Linked DNA regions of Mus musculus: region 1 is linked to region 2. Evidence: chromatin contacts called from public Hi-C data. All regions are on one chromosome and are shown on one strand. Each heading gives the region's core, a stretch centred on a gene start, on an enhancer-like site or on the middle of the called end of the contact. The rest is flanking DNA. Distances are from core to core; before and after follow the strand shown.

Region 1 (3,702 bases), core at 864-3,363, 110 kb after region 2:
AATCGATCTCCTGTGCACATGTGCTAGGAAGGGTCAGAAAGGGGAAGATGGCTATATTCATACACTGATATGGGTGGAAATAAAGAGACCATTTTACCGTAATGCCCACTCTGGAGAAGGCCATGAAGAAACAGGAGAGTGACACCTGAAGTCAGAAATATGGAGAGTCACCCAAGCAAGAGAATTCCTTTTAATCACTAATTTTCTTCCAACAATGAAGAGCAAGTGTGTCCAATATAGAACACTTGCTTAAAATTTAAAAATACAAAATGAAGGACCAAATAATCCCCAGTTAGACTCCTGAACTGTAGACTTAAATTTTTTTTTTTAAATCCACAAAGTTGAAAGTGATCAACAAGTGCAATCTATACCTGCTTGAACAGGCAGCTTTGGCATTAAGTAGTTTTAAGAACACAGTTAAAGGGCTGGCGAGATGGCTTAGAGGTTAAGAGCACTGTTCTTCTAGAGGTTCTGAGTTTAATTCCCAGCAACGACATGGTGGCTCACAACCATCTGTAACGGGGTCTGATGCCCTCTTCTGGTGTGTCTGACAGCTGTGGTGTGTTCATATACCTAAAAATAAATTGATCTTTAAAAAAACCAAACAAACAGAATACAGTTAGAATATTTTGTAATGGAAAAATTTTTGAATTGCTATGGTGTTTTCTCCTTCTCACCAGAATGTGTCAGATGTGGTGTACACACCGGGAGACAGTGACCTCCATATATTGTCCTGATATGTTTTCTGTTGCTATGATAAACACCATGACCAAAACCAACTCAGAGACCAAAAGGGAATATTTGATCCTCCAGCTCACAGTCCATTACTGAAGGAGGCAGGAATTAGCAGAGTTACACCAAGGCAGAAAATGAAGTGGAACCGTCGAGGAACGCCGCTTCCTGGTTTGCTCCCTCGGCTTGCTCTGCTGTCTTATGTAGCCTAGGCTTGCCTGCCAAGGGTGGCGCTGGCAACCATGATCTGGGCCCTTTCACATCTACCAGCAATCAAGAAATTGTCCCACAGATGTGCCCATAGAGCAGTCTAATAGACATAGTTCCACACTTAACCTCCCCTCTTCCAGGTATGTGTAGCTTGTTGACAAAACTATATGACCAAGTTGACAAAAACTAACCAGCACAGTGATCCAAAAATCTATTGAAATTATTAGTCTAATAGCAGGAAAGACTCAAGATATACACTTCCGTGGGTACTACCCTCTCCTTGGCACTGTTGAACTAACTCTCTCTCTCTCTCTCTCTCTCTCTCTCTCTCTCTCTTTCTCTCTCTCTCTCTCTCACACACACACACACACACACACACACACACGTCTCTCTGTCTCTGCTGTCTCTGTCTCTCTTTCACTTTCCTTTCTCATTATATCTATCAACCAAATATTAAGAAGTAATTTCTGTCTTTGGCACTTATATATGAAATTCATAGCAAAACTGATCATCTTGGTTCCTGGGAGTAAGCTGAATTACCCATCAGTGTATGGAAGTTGGTGAACACTCCTTGGGAGTTCTTCAAGGACAGAGGCAGAAAACAGATGGTAGAGATTTAAAGTCACAAGGGGATGCCGAGGCTTAGGTAAGGACAGTAGATTGTATCTGGAAACTGCCTTCTTGCTGTAACCCTGTTTTCAAAGGCATTCTGGACTGTAGGGGTCTGAACACATTCACAGCTGAGAACCATGTACTCTGCACTTGCCAAGTTACCTTTTCCTCATTCTTCATATTCCAAGGGGTTCTTCTCCATCCTCATTTCCCCAACCTCAAGCAGTATCTTTTGTCAGTCTCTTAAGGGTAAGAAAGTTACATAATGGACATTTAAAGCACAGTGAGATGTCCCTGAACGTTAGGGGCATCTCTTATTGTTCAATAATACAATAGAGAGAAATCTGCCATCTGTGTCACAGCTTTCTTTCTGTGTTTAAAGAAGTAGCCAGTTACAGAAAAATGGTTACAAAAAACACCTCCCTTAACTTCTTTCCCCTTTTCTCAGAGAGTAATCCTGCCCTTTGTTTCTCTCACAGCTTTCTAGAAGGGTTCCCAGCACAAGGCAGCATATGATCTTGTTTTCAACGTCTTTTCTCACTTCCCTATTCCTCCCCAGTTAACAGTGGTTGCTTCGATGAGCACAGCTGGGTCTCACTTTCACAGTCAATGGACCCACAGTTAATACATTTACTGTCCTCTAGATTCACACCCAGGGACATTTGTGGTGTTTTCATATTTGCAATATTTCCTAAGTAATGCTTAAGATAAAGTGTGTGTGTGTGTGTGTATTAGAATTCTAAGAGCAAATTTGCTAAGTTAAAACATATATTATTTTTTATTTTGAAAAACCCAAAGCCCTATTTCTCTTCACGGGGCTGTTCTCTTCTCAACACAGGGAGGATTCCTGTCTCCTCACACCCTGCCTCTTTCAGGGGCCCCTGTCTTGCTGTTCAGCACTCTGGTAAGAGAAAGTACTGGCTCCAGCTGTTCTTAATTTGTGCTCCTTGCACACTTTCACTCTGTGGAATTAACTATTCTGCCTTTTGTTTTTTTTCCTGGTGAAGTATATCTTACAGTCTGGATGGCATTTATCTATGTACAAATATGAGCCATAGAATGTACCACAGTTGCTTCCACTGGCTTCTTAGTTTGCTAAAACTAAAACAGACACTTACTAAACACCGCTTCAACAATAGAAATGTACTTCCTGGCAGTCCTGAATTCTGGGAGTCAAAAGTGAAGATGGCTGCAGGGGTGACTTCTGGAGGCTGTGAGGAACTCTGTTCCATGCCCTTTTACCAGCTCTTGGGATCTTTAGACATTCTTGCATGGGTTCAAGGAGTTCTGTTAGTCTTCATATTATATATTGTATTCTCTCTGTACATACATGTTTGTCTTTATAGCCAACTTTTCCTTTCTGTCTCTGTCTCTGTCTCTGTCTCCGTCTCTCTGTGTGTGTATGCATATGTATGTGCATGTACCTGTGAATGTCTGTGTATGTATTGTGTGTGTCTGTTTGTGCTCGTGTCCGTATGTGTGTGTGCATGTGCTCGAGAGGGCGTTTGTGTCTATATGGCCAGAGAACAACACTGGTTGTCTTTCTCTCTTGCTCTTCATTTTATTGTGAAGCAAGGGCTCTCACTGAACCTGGGATTTTGGCTAGACTGGCTGGCCGCTGAGGGCTGTGGGCTTCATCTCTGCTCCCCACATTCAGCTGTGCCTAACTTTTACGTGAATGCTGAGGACTTGAACTCAGGTCCTCAAGCTGACAGCATGCACTTTACCCACTGAGCCGTCTCCTCAGCCTCAGTCTCTCAGCCATATGGAATGTGGAACTGTCTCAATGACTTCATATAAAGTCGATCATCTACAAAGATGGGTTTTAGCAGTGTAAAAAATTTTCAAGCTAAAGTATAATTACATCACTTTCTTTCCTTTCCTCCTTTCCCACTACCATGATCTTCCTCTAATATTCATCTCCAATTGACAGCCTCTTTGGATGAATTCACCTCACCCTTGAATGAGCCCCCTAATTGATTACCTAATACAAAATGGTCATTACTGAAATAATTTAGTCCCAAGCCACACTAAATGTGCTCAACAGGTATATATAAAGAGAGAGAGGGAGGGAGAGAGAGAGAGAGAGAGAGAGAGAGAGAGAAATATTCTGTGAATATCTTATTTCCAAATAAGAATACAATCAGA
Region 2 (3,434 bases), core at 207-2,706:
TCTTGGGTTCTTTTTCGTCTGTTTGTTTTGTTCAATTCTGAGCACTAGCTTTTCTGTTTTACCTTATTATAATTTTACTATTCCACAGAAGCCTGTTTGTTTTCTAATGAGAAGCAGAAAAGGAATTTGATCCAGGTAGAAGGAGAGGTAGAGAGAAGCCAGGAGGAGTAGAGAGAGGGGAAACCATAGCCAGGATATATTATATTAGAAAAAAAATTTTTTTTTCAAAAAGAAAAAAGACTGTTTGTTACCTTGGTTTCAGCACAGGCTACATACTACAATGTAAAGAATAATATCAACTACCAAAGAAGAACACCAAGGCAATGCTGCCTATCCCAAGTAGAGTTTTGAGGGTAGCCTACACTTCATTTTATTATCAAGGCATTATAAAATGAAAACATAATTGCAAATCACTACAATAAATGATTTACAACTAAAAAAAGAGGATTCATAGGCCAACAAGGTGGCTTGGTGGGTAAAAATATTTGCTCCCAAGAAAGATGACCTGAGTTGAATTCTCAGAACCCATAGTGGAAGGAGACAATTCCCAATTGCACAATGAATGTTTTGGCTTTGTTTTTCAAAGTAGAGCTGGAAAGATGGCTAGGCAGTTAAGGCTACTTGCTGCTACTGTGAAGGGCCTGAGTTTGGCTTTAGTGCCCATATGGTGACTCACAAGCATCTGGAACTTCACTCCAGGAAAACAGATATTGTCCATTGGCACAAAGTGCACATACAAACATGCAGAAAAACACACTCATACATGTAAAATGAAAATAGATCTTTAGAAGAGAAAAAAGGCAGATGTAGTCAGTCCTCATAGGATAGTTTCTCTTTATCTTACACTGGATACTTAATCATCCTTTATTACTCAAAGAAAACAAATTGTTTTGCAGTGTGTTAGTGATATGCTAATGCATGTATGTGAGGCACAACAGTGATAAACTTAGCCACTATTTAATTACTCAAGTCCACTAATGAAAAAACACTAAGAACTCTTTAAACCTGGCAAAAAGAAAATATTTAAAGATTTACAGAATCTTCTAAAAGTTCTGAAAAATTAGTGACAATTATGAAAATGTATCATAGTGCCATCACACATAAAAATATACTTATGGGGCTGGAGAGATGGCTCAGCAGTTGAGAGCACTGACTGCTCTTCCAGAGGTCCTGAGTTCAATTCCCAGCAACCACATGGTGGCTCACAACCATCTGTAATGGGATCCGATGCCCTCTTCCGGTGTGTCTGAAGACAGCGACAGTGTACTCACATATATATAATAAATATTTAAAAATATATATATACTTATTCTTAAGTAAATAAAATCATTCATTCAGTAAAAGAAGAATTAAAGCTATGCTTTTTATAATTCCACTGGATTTCATTCCTGTGCCCAAGAAGAAACAGCTGATTCTATCAACAGCACATTTCCTCCTTCTTTTGAGGAACTCAACTCAAAATAGTATCTTCTGTTAAATTACGAATATAAATCACAACAAAGAAAAACTCTACTTACCTCTTCTTCCTCTTTCATGTGAGGAAGAAAATCTCTTGTAAAAGCCTCCAATCTCTCTTTCAGCTGTTTTGCATAATTTAACTGTTCGTACTCATTCTAGAAACAAAGAGTAATACACATTTAGCAGGAAGTAGAGACACTTATCTTTAATGCCAGAACTCAGGAGGCAGGAACAAATGGTTCTCTAAATTTGAGGTCAGCCTAGCCTACATAGCAAGTTCCAGACCAGCCAGGGCTACATAGTAGGATTCTGCCTCAAATATATGTAAGTTTTGCTTCACTGTAATGTTGTATAAAGGTTTGCTTCATTATATACTGCTTGATCACAGGAAGTCCATTTAGTTTTCTTTTAGCATAAAGATGTCCTTGGAGCCAGGGTGCAGCTCAGAGCTAGAGCACTTGCTAACGTGTCTACACTCTACAGTCAGCCTTGGCACACCACCTCCCACACACAGCCCTGAAACAAGCTCTGAGCTCCCTACTAACTCCAATTCTGGTTTTTAAATTTTACTAAAATAGAGAAAAGATATTTTAAAATATATTACAAATATACTATAAAGTTTTCATAATACATTTTATGTTATCCTAACAGGCCATAAATATTAATATCAACATTTCTAAAGGCAAGAAATTCACACTTTAATCATTCTAATTCTGGACACCTCTCAAGAGCCAAACATTTCTTTCACATATGAATTAAAATCAAACCTCTCTCTAATTTCTCCATCTTTTCCAATGTAAAAATATAGGGAGCATTCAAAATAGTGAAATACTTAAAACTATGATACTGTGGTGACCTGAAGGAGAATGTCCCCAAAGGCTCTGGTATCTGAGGTTTGGACCTGCTTAGCAGCACTGCCGGGGAGACTTAGGAGATGTGGCCCCACTCAAAGAAGTATGTCACTTGGGACAGACTTCAAGAGATTAAAAATCCTCATCATTTCTTGTTCATTTCAAGCTCAGTCTACTTCCTGTTTCCTGTGTGTGGTTTAAGATTTGAGTACTTTGCTCTCAGCTCCAATCACTATACCTGCCGGTTAACACACACACACACACACACACACACACACACACGGAAGGAGGCATAAGCTCTAAATAAACCCTTCTAAGTTTTCTTGGTCATGGTGCTTTATTACAGCAATAAAAAGTAACTAAGACAAGTACTAATTTATCTCTGTCAGGACCTGATTTTTCTTTTAGATAATTTATTCAATTACTTTCCAATATTCAGTTCACTGTTGAACTCTGCTGAGACTTTGACATATCCCTTAAACCCATCCATACGTACGGCTTCCAATTCCACATATATGCTAGTAATTATCAAATCTGCTTTTCACACTACCTCACTCTTTCTGCTCTTCAAACCCACCAATGCCTCTCCTCCTATTAGTAATGCACACTTGTATTACTAAGTAGATCAGAATAAGTCTTAATGCCTGGCCCCCTTCCACATACAAAAGTCCAGTACAACTCTCTCTCACTTCTCTCTCTCTTTTCCTCTACCACTCTGTATAATCCTAGTATTCCACTGGTCTTAGGTCATACATAATTGTCAAGCATGTCCCTTCCCCTATATTTTCAACAATCACTACTTTGGTTCAGAAATTACTGACTACATAATACATGAGTATGATACAAAACATGGAGCTTACAAAGGAGTATTCAATACAAAAGGAAATCTCCTTTTTCTTACTACCCAGTATTCTTCCCTGTACTAATCAACCACATCTCCTCTGGATATCTATGTAGTGTTTTTCCTTCCAGAAACTACTGGTAGAATTTAATAATGGTCTTCAATTTGAGTGTTTTTTGTCCTTTGAAATTAACCTCCCCTCTTACTGAATCACTTTTCTAAAGCAAAGTGTCTAAGTAAAGGGTATATGGTGGCCTGATGGGAGCTATGACTTGCTCCTGTGC

The links. Hi-C and Micro-C count contacts between places; a contact is called where the count stands out from the background.
Region 1: a contact with region 2 is called in a Hi-C map of B cells, with 1.7 times the contacts expected there. The contact joins two enhancer-like sites. A contact is called at or near these places in 11 of 484 Hi-C or Micro-C datasets (B cells, the C10 cell line, ECoMG myeloid progenitors and 8 more), 3 of 115 datasets of contacts at active chromatin or transcription factors (bone marrow-derived dendritic cells, embryonic stem cells and large pre-B cells) and 3 of 9 other capture datasets (adipose tissue, liver and pancreatic islet).

Annotation. Positions count from the first base shown.
Region 1 is chr5:43,883,153-43,886,854 of GRCm38.p6, forward strand. The region is part of intron 1 of Cd38 (CD38 antigen); the gene reads left to right. Among named protein-coding and RNA genes, the nearest start is that of Cd38, 16 kb to the left of the region's middle. Within about 2 kb of position 2,114, at least 51 of the 459 cell types and tissues checked have an H3K27ac peak or open chromatin away from gene starts, as enhancers often do. A contact at or near this core is called in B cells, bone marrow-derived dendritic cells and peritoneal macrophages, where this site is marked.
Region 2 is chr5:43,769,220-43,772,653 of GRCm38.p6, forward strand. Fbxl5 (F-box and leucine-rich repeat protein 5) reads right to left here. Exons shown (of 11, transcript NM_001159963.1): 3 at 1,518-1,613. Among named protein-coding and RNA genes, the nearest start is that of Fbxl5, 11 kb to the right of the region's middle. Within about 2 kb of position 1,457, at least 42 of the 459 cell types and tissues checked have an H3K27ac peak or open chromatin away from gene starts, as enhancers often do. A contact at or near this core is called in B cells, bone marrow-derived dendritic cells and peritoneal macrophages, where this site is marked.